3 separate regions of the Sus scrofa genome follow, and regions 2 and 3 are each linked to region 1. A link is a contact called in public Hi-C and promoter capture Hi-C data. All regions are on one chromosome and are shown on one strand. The core of a region is the stretch at or near the end of the contact, and the rest is flanking DNA. Distances in the headings are between cores, read along the strand shown. Region 1 holds the start of DNAJC22 (dnaJ homolog subfamily C member 22). Region 2 has its middle 26 kb from the start of TMBIM6. Region 3 holds the start of FMNL3 (formin-like protein 3).

Region 1 (2,527 bases), core at 17-2,516:
CAGAAATCCGGGATCCACTGTGAGAATCATGGCAGTCATGGCCCCAAAGTTATCCTTGGACCTTAAGTCATGGAAAAAAGCGGTCATAAGATTATATCCAGGTCCCAACAGAGTAACCATTTTTCCTTCCAATACTAATCTTCCTGAATGTCCCTGAAATTGTGGTTCTCCCATACCCTCCGTCTAGAACCTCATCTCTGCTTTTCACAACCACAGTGACTCCAAATTTAAGGGGGAGGAATGTTTTAAATGCTTTCAGCTGAGTAACCAAGAACTCAGTACATGGACAAAAAAAGCAGAAGTTTAACTTTCAGACCTCTCCTCAGACCACTGACCTCCTGGAAAGACACATGGGTTGGGGGGCGGAGTGAATAGGAGTGAATACAATGTCCTTCGAAAGTTCCTACACGTTTTATTTTTAGGGCCACACCTCAGCATATGCAAGTTCCCAGGCTAGGGGTCAAATCAGAGCTACAGCTGCCATGGAACCTCCATGTGCCACAGGTGCGGCCCTAAAAAGACCAAAAAAATAAAAGGGCTACAGCTGCCAACCTACACCACAGACTGATCCTTTAACCCACTGATCTTCAGTTCCTACACATTTTTAAAGTCCCCTGCTACACACCCTTCGCCGCAGGCTTCTCCACTCTTGAGAGGGCTGCCTTCAGTTGGCAGAGGTTTTAGCCCCTTTCCAGTCTCCCATCTCTCCAGAAGAGGAAATCTTCCCACAAGCCAAAGTTGCAAGAGGTTCTGAATTCCCTCCAGCTCTGGAAAACTACATTTTGACCTTAGACCCTGGCACCCTACAATTCGTCCACCTCCTTCCAGAACAGACCTGAGTCTCTCAGAAGCCGCAGCGACCAGACGAACCCCCAGAATATCAAACCAGATGCCAAAGTGTGCCTGCCAGTGTCTCTCCTCTACACAGAATGGGGGCACGCCCACGAGCCACCACCTGCTGGTCCCAGGGTGAGCAGCCATACCTGGGTGCCTCCGCTCCCGGACCCCAGTAGATCGGTCATTCCCTTTGACCCCAGAGTCAAAATGGCCCCTCTCTCTCCGCTCCGATTCCATCCAAATGGACTTTGTCTTTCTGTGTTTGCCGTGTCACGGAAGTCGGGCCGTCCTGGCCAGGCCCCTCCCCAAGGCCCTCCCGGCCCGGGTAGGGATCACCTTTCAAGGTAGGGCTCGTCTAAGGTTTTCCGCTGCGTATTCAGCCTCCCCAAGCTCAACCTGGCTTGCATGGCGCCCACTCCAGGCCGAGTGCACCTGCACCGCGACACCACAACCACCAGGTGGCGCTGCCGCTTGCGCGCTGACCGTGACGGGCGGGTCTCCAGGCTCACCTTGGCCCAACTGCCCCAGCAAGGAAGCCCCGGTTGGGCCATTATAAACGCACAGACCAGCGCTTGATCGCTCTCATTCACTCCCACCAATAGGTATGTGACTCCTCCCTCACCTCAGGCTACACTCCCTTCTCCGTACTCCACTGCCCCGGTGCCTTGGATGGCTCCACTTCCAATTCCTCTAAGGCTGTCTGTAGAGACGGACTGTCCGGTGGAATTAGCCTCCCTGCCCTGCCTCCAGGCCTGTCAGTCGGGGGCGCTACATTTAGATCTGAACCTGAGACCCGAGGAGCCTCCCCATCCCTCAGGAACACCAAATCCTCTGTATTTCCCTGACTTTGGCGAAAGGGAGTTCCGGGAGAAAAAGGGGTGGGAATGACGGTCTCCCCACCAGAACAGCCTGCGTCCTCCTGCCTCGATGCTGAGATGGAAGGGGGACGCAAGTGCCTTCATTTCAGTGTCGTGGTCTCCAGTCCTGCTAGGTGACCTTGGCCAAGTCTTGCTATTTGTTGGGCCTGTTTCCTCCTCTGTAAAGGAAACGCGGGGATCTCCCAGGTCCCCCAGATTTGACCTGGGGGTAGAGTGGGTTTGGAAGGCCTCCCTGCAGTCGACAGACAGTTTCTGTTCCCTCCACATTCCCAGCCCCCTCAGTCTTTATCCCGGCCTGGGGAGGGAATGCGGCTTCGCATATTGCCCCCTAGGGCTCACTGAGGGGCCAGGGCTGTGAGGGACCCCGGAACGACGCCGGAGCCGCCAGCTGGGGGGCGGGGGCCGAAGGGGCGTTGAATAATGAATGAGACTTAATTGGGCCGCCAGTGCGCGGCGGCGCGCTAAGCTCGGCAAACAGCTCGCGCGGCAGCAGCCGCCGCTGGACAAACAAACTAGCTCTGGGCGCAGGGAGAGGGGTTGGAGAGGCAGCGGCGGGAGGGGGAGGGAAGAGGGCAGGCCGCCTGGGCCCCGGGGCTGCCGCGAGCCGCTAGAAGAACCCCTGGGTGCTGGGCTGCTCCGGCCTCCCAGCGAGTGGGGGCCGGGAAGGGGGCTAAGGGCTCGATCTCAGGAAGCCTGGACACGGGTGGTAGAGAAGCGCGTTGTGAGGTGCGAGCCAGGGCCCCAAGGGCGATTGAGCGCGAGAAAAAGATGGAGAAACAAGTGGGGGGGCGGAGGAGAGAGGGAGAAGTGAG
Region 2 (2,527 bases), core at 18-2,517, 380 kb before region 1:
ATGTCAGCTATTTTTTTGTCTCTCTAATTTGCCTAATTTTCAAGCTAGAGCTAACTTGAACGTTATGGTGAACAGCTATAATTTTTGATTGCCCATAGTCACACTTTATTTGGAGAACTGTCCCTTGATACTTTTTTTTCTTTTTTTTTTTATTACTCAAATGAATTTATCACATCTGTAGTTGTATAATGATCATTCACAGGATTTCTATCCCATAACCCAAGCACATTTCCCCACCCCCCAAACTATCTCCTCTGGAGACCATAAGTTTTTCAATGTCTGTGAGTCAGCATCGGTTCTGCAAAGAAGTTCCTTGTGTCCTTTTTTCAGATTCCACATGTCAGTGAAAGCATTTGATGTTGGTGTCTCATTGTATGGCTGACTTCACTTGGTATGATAATTTCTAGGTCCATCCATGTTGCTAAAAATGCTGGCATTTCATTCATTTTAATGGCTGAGTAATATTCCAGTGTGTATATGTACCACATCCTGATCCACTCCTCTGTCGATGGATATTTAGGTTGTTGTTTCCAAGTCTTGGCTATTGTAAATAGTGCTGCAATGAACATCAGAGTACATGTGCCTTTGCAAGTTGTGGTTTTCTCTGGATAGATGCCTAGGGTGGGATTGCTGGATCAAGTGGTAGTTCTATGTTTAGCTTTCTGAGGAATCTCCATACTGTTTTCCACAGTGGTTGCACCAATTTACAATCCCACCAACAGTGTAATAGGATTCCTTTTTCTCCACACCCTCTCCAGTCCTTATTGTTTGTAGACTTTTTGATGATGGCCATTCTGGCTGGTGTAAGGTAATAATGAGTAATGACTATCTGTAAAAAGGTTACCACACCAAAAAGCTCTAAAAATGAAGACAGAGAACTATAACTCAGATGAGGGAGAAAGGAAAAACCCCAGAAAACCAGCTAAAGTGATGAGATTCTCAGCCTCCAGGAAAAAGACTTTAGACTGTTGATGCTAAAAGCTGCAAATTTTAAATCAACTATGCTTCAATAAAACTTTAAAAATGGGGAAAATAATAGTTAACCACGAAGACAATAAATAATAGTACTAAAAATGCCGCAAATTTATGTTTGCTGCATGTGTTCTTTTGCGATTCTTCATACTTAAAAAATCATTTCCTACGGAACAATTGGAAAATGTATGGCCACCAGGTGGCGCAATGGCGGCAGCGCCCACGTGAGAGGTTTGCAGGCGTGAACTGCCACCCTGTGGCGAGAGTAGGAGATGCAGGGTGCCCTGCTTTCACCGTTACTGACCAACACACGGAATCCCGGCTACTCTTTCCCCACACCCACCCCACACATTGCACAGAGAACGTGAACGTGGACTTGGACCGATATAAACTCTTTTCTGTCGGAGTCTGTTACCCCTGGAACCTCCCCTGCCAGTCGGGCCCCCAGCCGGGCCTCGTGGTGGCCACTTTTCCCGCAATAAGGTAGGTAGCGTTGGCAAGGGAGCAGAAGGGGCTCTGGGCCTGGTTTGCCTCTCCCTGCCCCTTCTGAAATCAGGACCCTTGGCAGAGGCCCTTCCTCCCCACGCCATGCCTCCTCCTCATTCCTTCATTCTCATCCACCCATACTTGTTTATACAACAAACATTCATTGGGCACCTAGCAGGTGTGAAGCTTCAAGCTAGATCAGGGACCGGAGACGAACGGGGCATGTCCCAGCCCTTGGGTCTCACAGTTCTACTGGGTGATGCCAGTCACCGGGTGATCTGTCATAGGAGAACGTGGGCAGTGCTATGATGGCGGGTGCCCCAATGCCATGGGGGCCCCCGGAAGGGGCTCTCACCCAGTTTGGAGGGCTCAGAGGATTCCTAGAAGAGGTGGTATCAAAACTAAGACCTGGAGTTCCCGTAGTGGCGCAGTAGTTAACGAATCCGACTAGGAACCATGAGGTTGCGGGTTTGGTCCCTGCCCTTGCTCAGTGGGTTAACGATCCGGCGTTGCTGTGAGCTGTGGTGTAGGTTGCAGACGCGGCTCGGATCCTGCATTGCTGTGGCTCTGGTGTAGGCCGGTGGCCACGGCTCCGATTCGACCCCTAGCCTGGGAACCTCCATATGCCGCGGGAGCGGCCCAAGAAATAGCAAAAAAAAAGACAAAAAAAAAGACAAAAAAAAAAAAAAAAAAAAACTAAGACCTGCAGTGGAGTTCACTTGTGGCACAGCGGGTTAATCATCCAGTGTTGTCATTGCAGAGGCTCAGGTCACTGCTGTGGTATGGGTATGGGTTCGATAGCAGGCCTGGGAATTTCCACATGCCATGGGTGTACCAAAAAAAGGGAGTGGGGTCGTTCCCACTGTGGCTCAGCTGGTTAAGAGCCAGACTGGTATCCATGAGATGCAAGTTCAATCCCTGGCCTCACTCAGTTGGTAAGGATCCTCCATCCCTGTGGCTGTGGTGAAGGCCTGCAGCTGCAGTTCCGATTTGACCCCTAGCCTGGGAATTTCCATGTGCCGCAGGTGAGGCCCTAAAAAAAGATAAATACATAAATAAATAAAACAAA
Region 3 (2,527 bases), core at 14-2,513, 320 kb before region 1:
TAGCATTTGCTTTCCTCTGCATTGGCTTCATTCTCAAGCAAGCTTGAAGTGTTATGGGTGATGGTATGGGAAGAGATTGCCTCTTTTTTTTTTTTAAGTCTTTTTAGGGCCACACCTGAGGCACATCGAGGTTCCCAGGCTAGAGATTGAATCAGAGCTACAGCTGCTGGCCTAAACAACAGCCACAGCAACGCCAGATCTGAACCACCTCTTCAACCTATACCACAGCTCAAGGCAACACCAGATCCTTAATCTACAGGGCAAGTCCAAGGATCGAACCTGCGTCCTCATGGATGCTAGCCAGATTTGTTTCCACTGAGTCACGATGGGAACTCCAAGAGAATGTCTCTTTCTTGATTATTCCAGTGAAAGCCTTAGAAATGAGTTTTATATTCTGGCTTAAGTCAACTGTCAATTCCTAAAACAGTCTCCAAAGGTAGAGGAAGAAAATGCTTTGATTCGCCAGGCCTGGGTCATGGGACCTCCTGGAATGGAGGTGAAGTTCAGCTCTACATGGACTGAGGACAGGCGAACGTAGTTCCCTAAAAGGAGACGGGATGTTATCGCTTGAGGAAGAGGTATGCAGGGTGGCAGAAACAACAGAAGGCCATCACATCATAAATGACGACCCTCCCAATAGACCTAGCCCAGAGCAGCATCCTTCTCCTGCCTCACCATTTTCACATTCAAGCAGATCAACGTTTGAACGTCGGTAAGGTCCTCTCCTAAATCCTTTTCACCTGTCTCAGGCAGTTAAGGTAGTCCCCATTCCTAAATGCCCGATTCAAATTCTCCCTCTTACCGTGACTCTAACAGGTGTGGTCTCTCTCCCACTTCTGAGTATCCTAGACGTTTCTACTTCTCTTGCAGTTATCTGTTCACTCGGTGCCCTGTATCTTATTTATTTGTATATATTATGAGCTATTATGGTAAAGGGCCGTTTCCCAGGGACCAACCCAACACCTCACGCCCTCAGCAACTGCGATGATTAGATACGCACCAGGGCCGCCAGGGCGCGCCAAGCGCCAGGCGCGAGGCCACCGCGGTGCTGGAGGCACTGTGATTGGCAGTTGAGGCCGTCAATCGGACTCAGGAGGGGGCGGGGCGAGGCGGGCTGCCCGGGAGGCCCGTGGGCGAGAGGCGGGGCCTGCATGAATGGGGCGCGCGGCTGCAGTCGGCGCTCGGGGGGAAGCCGGAGTCCCGGCCGGGAGTGGGTGGGAGGAAGCGAAGTAGGGGGGGAAGGGAAAGAGCGCGGGGGGCGGGGAGGGGCAGCGCCGGGGCGGCGCGCTGAGAGCGGCGAGGCGGCGGGTTTTAGCTGGAGCCGGTCGCTTCGGTGCCGCTGTCCGCTCCGGGTCTTGCCGGACCCTAAGGAGCCCCTCAGCCCCCGACCCGGCCGAGGAGTCGGGACTAGGGTAGCCGGCCCTGAGGGAGGAGCCGAGTCCGACAGGCCCAGCCCAAGACCCCCGGGCTTGGAGGTGGGGGGCTGAGGCCCCCGAGGGGGCCCCGCAGCGATGGGCAACCTGGAGAGCACCGAGGGGAGCCCGGGCGAGCCGCCCTCTGTCTCGCTGCTGCCGCCGACCGGCAAGATGCCGATGCCTGAGCCCTGTGAGCTGGAGGAGAGGTTCGCCTTGGTGCTGGTAAGAGCCGAGCCTAGTCCCTTCCCCCTCCTACCGCCCCCCCCCCCCCAGGTCCCAGCGCCTCAGGTGGGACTTTGCCCGAGTCCCTTGGTCCGGTCCACCTCTTCAGTCAGGGCCTTGGACAGACCTCGGCCCCCAGCGCCTTCCCGGGAACCTCTGAGCAGCCCCATCAGGGACCTCCCGACCGACCGCCTCAACCGCTGGACGCTTAAGAGGAGGGGTCCCCAGCCCGGGACCGCCCCGGGACCCAGACTTCTTCCTCGCCCCTCCCCCTTCTGCCGCCCTTCTCGCTCCCCCCCCCCCCCGCCCCACTTCCCTGACAGTCTCCCCAGGTCCTTAGAATTCTCACTCCTAAGCCTCTGGCTGGTGCGGGGGGAATTCAGAAGCGCAGGGCCGGCCCACTCCTCAGCCTAAGTCTGCGTTCTCTGACTGGGGAGACCACCTCTGATGTTAACATGGAGACTTTCCAGGGAGTGGGTCCTACTCCCAGCCGGGACCAGATGTTTGGGGGAGAGGGGGGTGGGTAGGGAATGGAGGGGAGCTGGCAGCTCTTGAAGAGGGTGGAATAAAGAGTGCTGCCATTCCTCTTATTTTCAGAACGGCCTGCAGGCATCCTGCAAAGTTACAGTGGGTTTGCCTAAAAGGCCTGAACATGTGGATAAGCCATTTCACTAGTGTATTTTTCCAATTGAAACAATACACGAACCATCCTGCCTCCCCCGCCTCCCCACTTTTTATGTTAAGCCCTAGCGACTGGGTTTGGTTTTTGGGGCTGTACTTTTTTTAGTCTTTCTGTAGGTTCCTAAGTGATCTGTATGGATGAGTTTTTAGAGCTGACTTTGGGATTCTTTGGTGTGGGAATTGGACATTGATGTCAGTGGCTCTGTGGA

What was found. Promoter capture Hi-C pulls out the DNA fragments that hold promoters and counts their contacts. Hi-C and Micro-C count contacts between places; a contact is called where the count stands out from the background.
Region 2: a contact with region 1 is called in a Hi-C map of liver, with 7 times the contacts expected there. The contact joins the enhancer-like site here to the promoter of DNAJC22 in region 1. A contact is called at or near these places in 1 of 5 promoter capture datasets (fetal liver) and 3 of 47 Hi-C or Micro-C datasets (embryonic fibroblasts, liver and undifferentiated spermatogonia).
Region 3: a promoter capture Hi-C map of fetal liver shows a contact between it and region 1, with 2.5 times the contacts expected there. The contact joins the promoter of FMNL3 here to the promoter of DNAJC22 in region 1. A contact is called at or near these places in 1 of 5 promoter capture datasets (fetal liver) and 2 of 47 Hi-C or Micro-C datasets (embryonic fibroblasts and mesenteric adipose tissue).

What each region holds. Positions count from the first base shown.
Region 1 is chr5:15,321,228-15,323,754 of Sscrofa11.1, reverse strand. It overlaps DNAJC22 (dnaJ homolog subfamily C member 22), which reads right to left and starts at 1,266. Exons shown (of 4, transcript XM_005655559.3): 1 at 836-1,266; 2 at 1-61.
Region 2 is chr5:15,698,276-15,700,802 of Sscrofa11.1, reverse strand. No RefSeq gene overlaps it. Among named protein-coding and RNA genes, the nearest start is that of TMBIM6, 26 kb to the right of the region's middle. Within about 2 kb of position 1,267, at least 15 of the 83 cell types and tissues checked have an H3K27ac peak or open chromatin away from gene starts, as enhancers often do. A contact at or near this core is called in fetal liver and liver, where this site is marked.
Region 3 is chr5:15,644,785-15,647,311 of Sscrofa11.1, reverse strand. It overlaps FMNL3 (formin-like protein 3), which reads left to right and starts at 1,263. Exons shown (of 25, transcript XM_021091615.1): 1 at 1,263-1,637. The coding sequence starts at 1,512.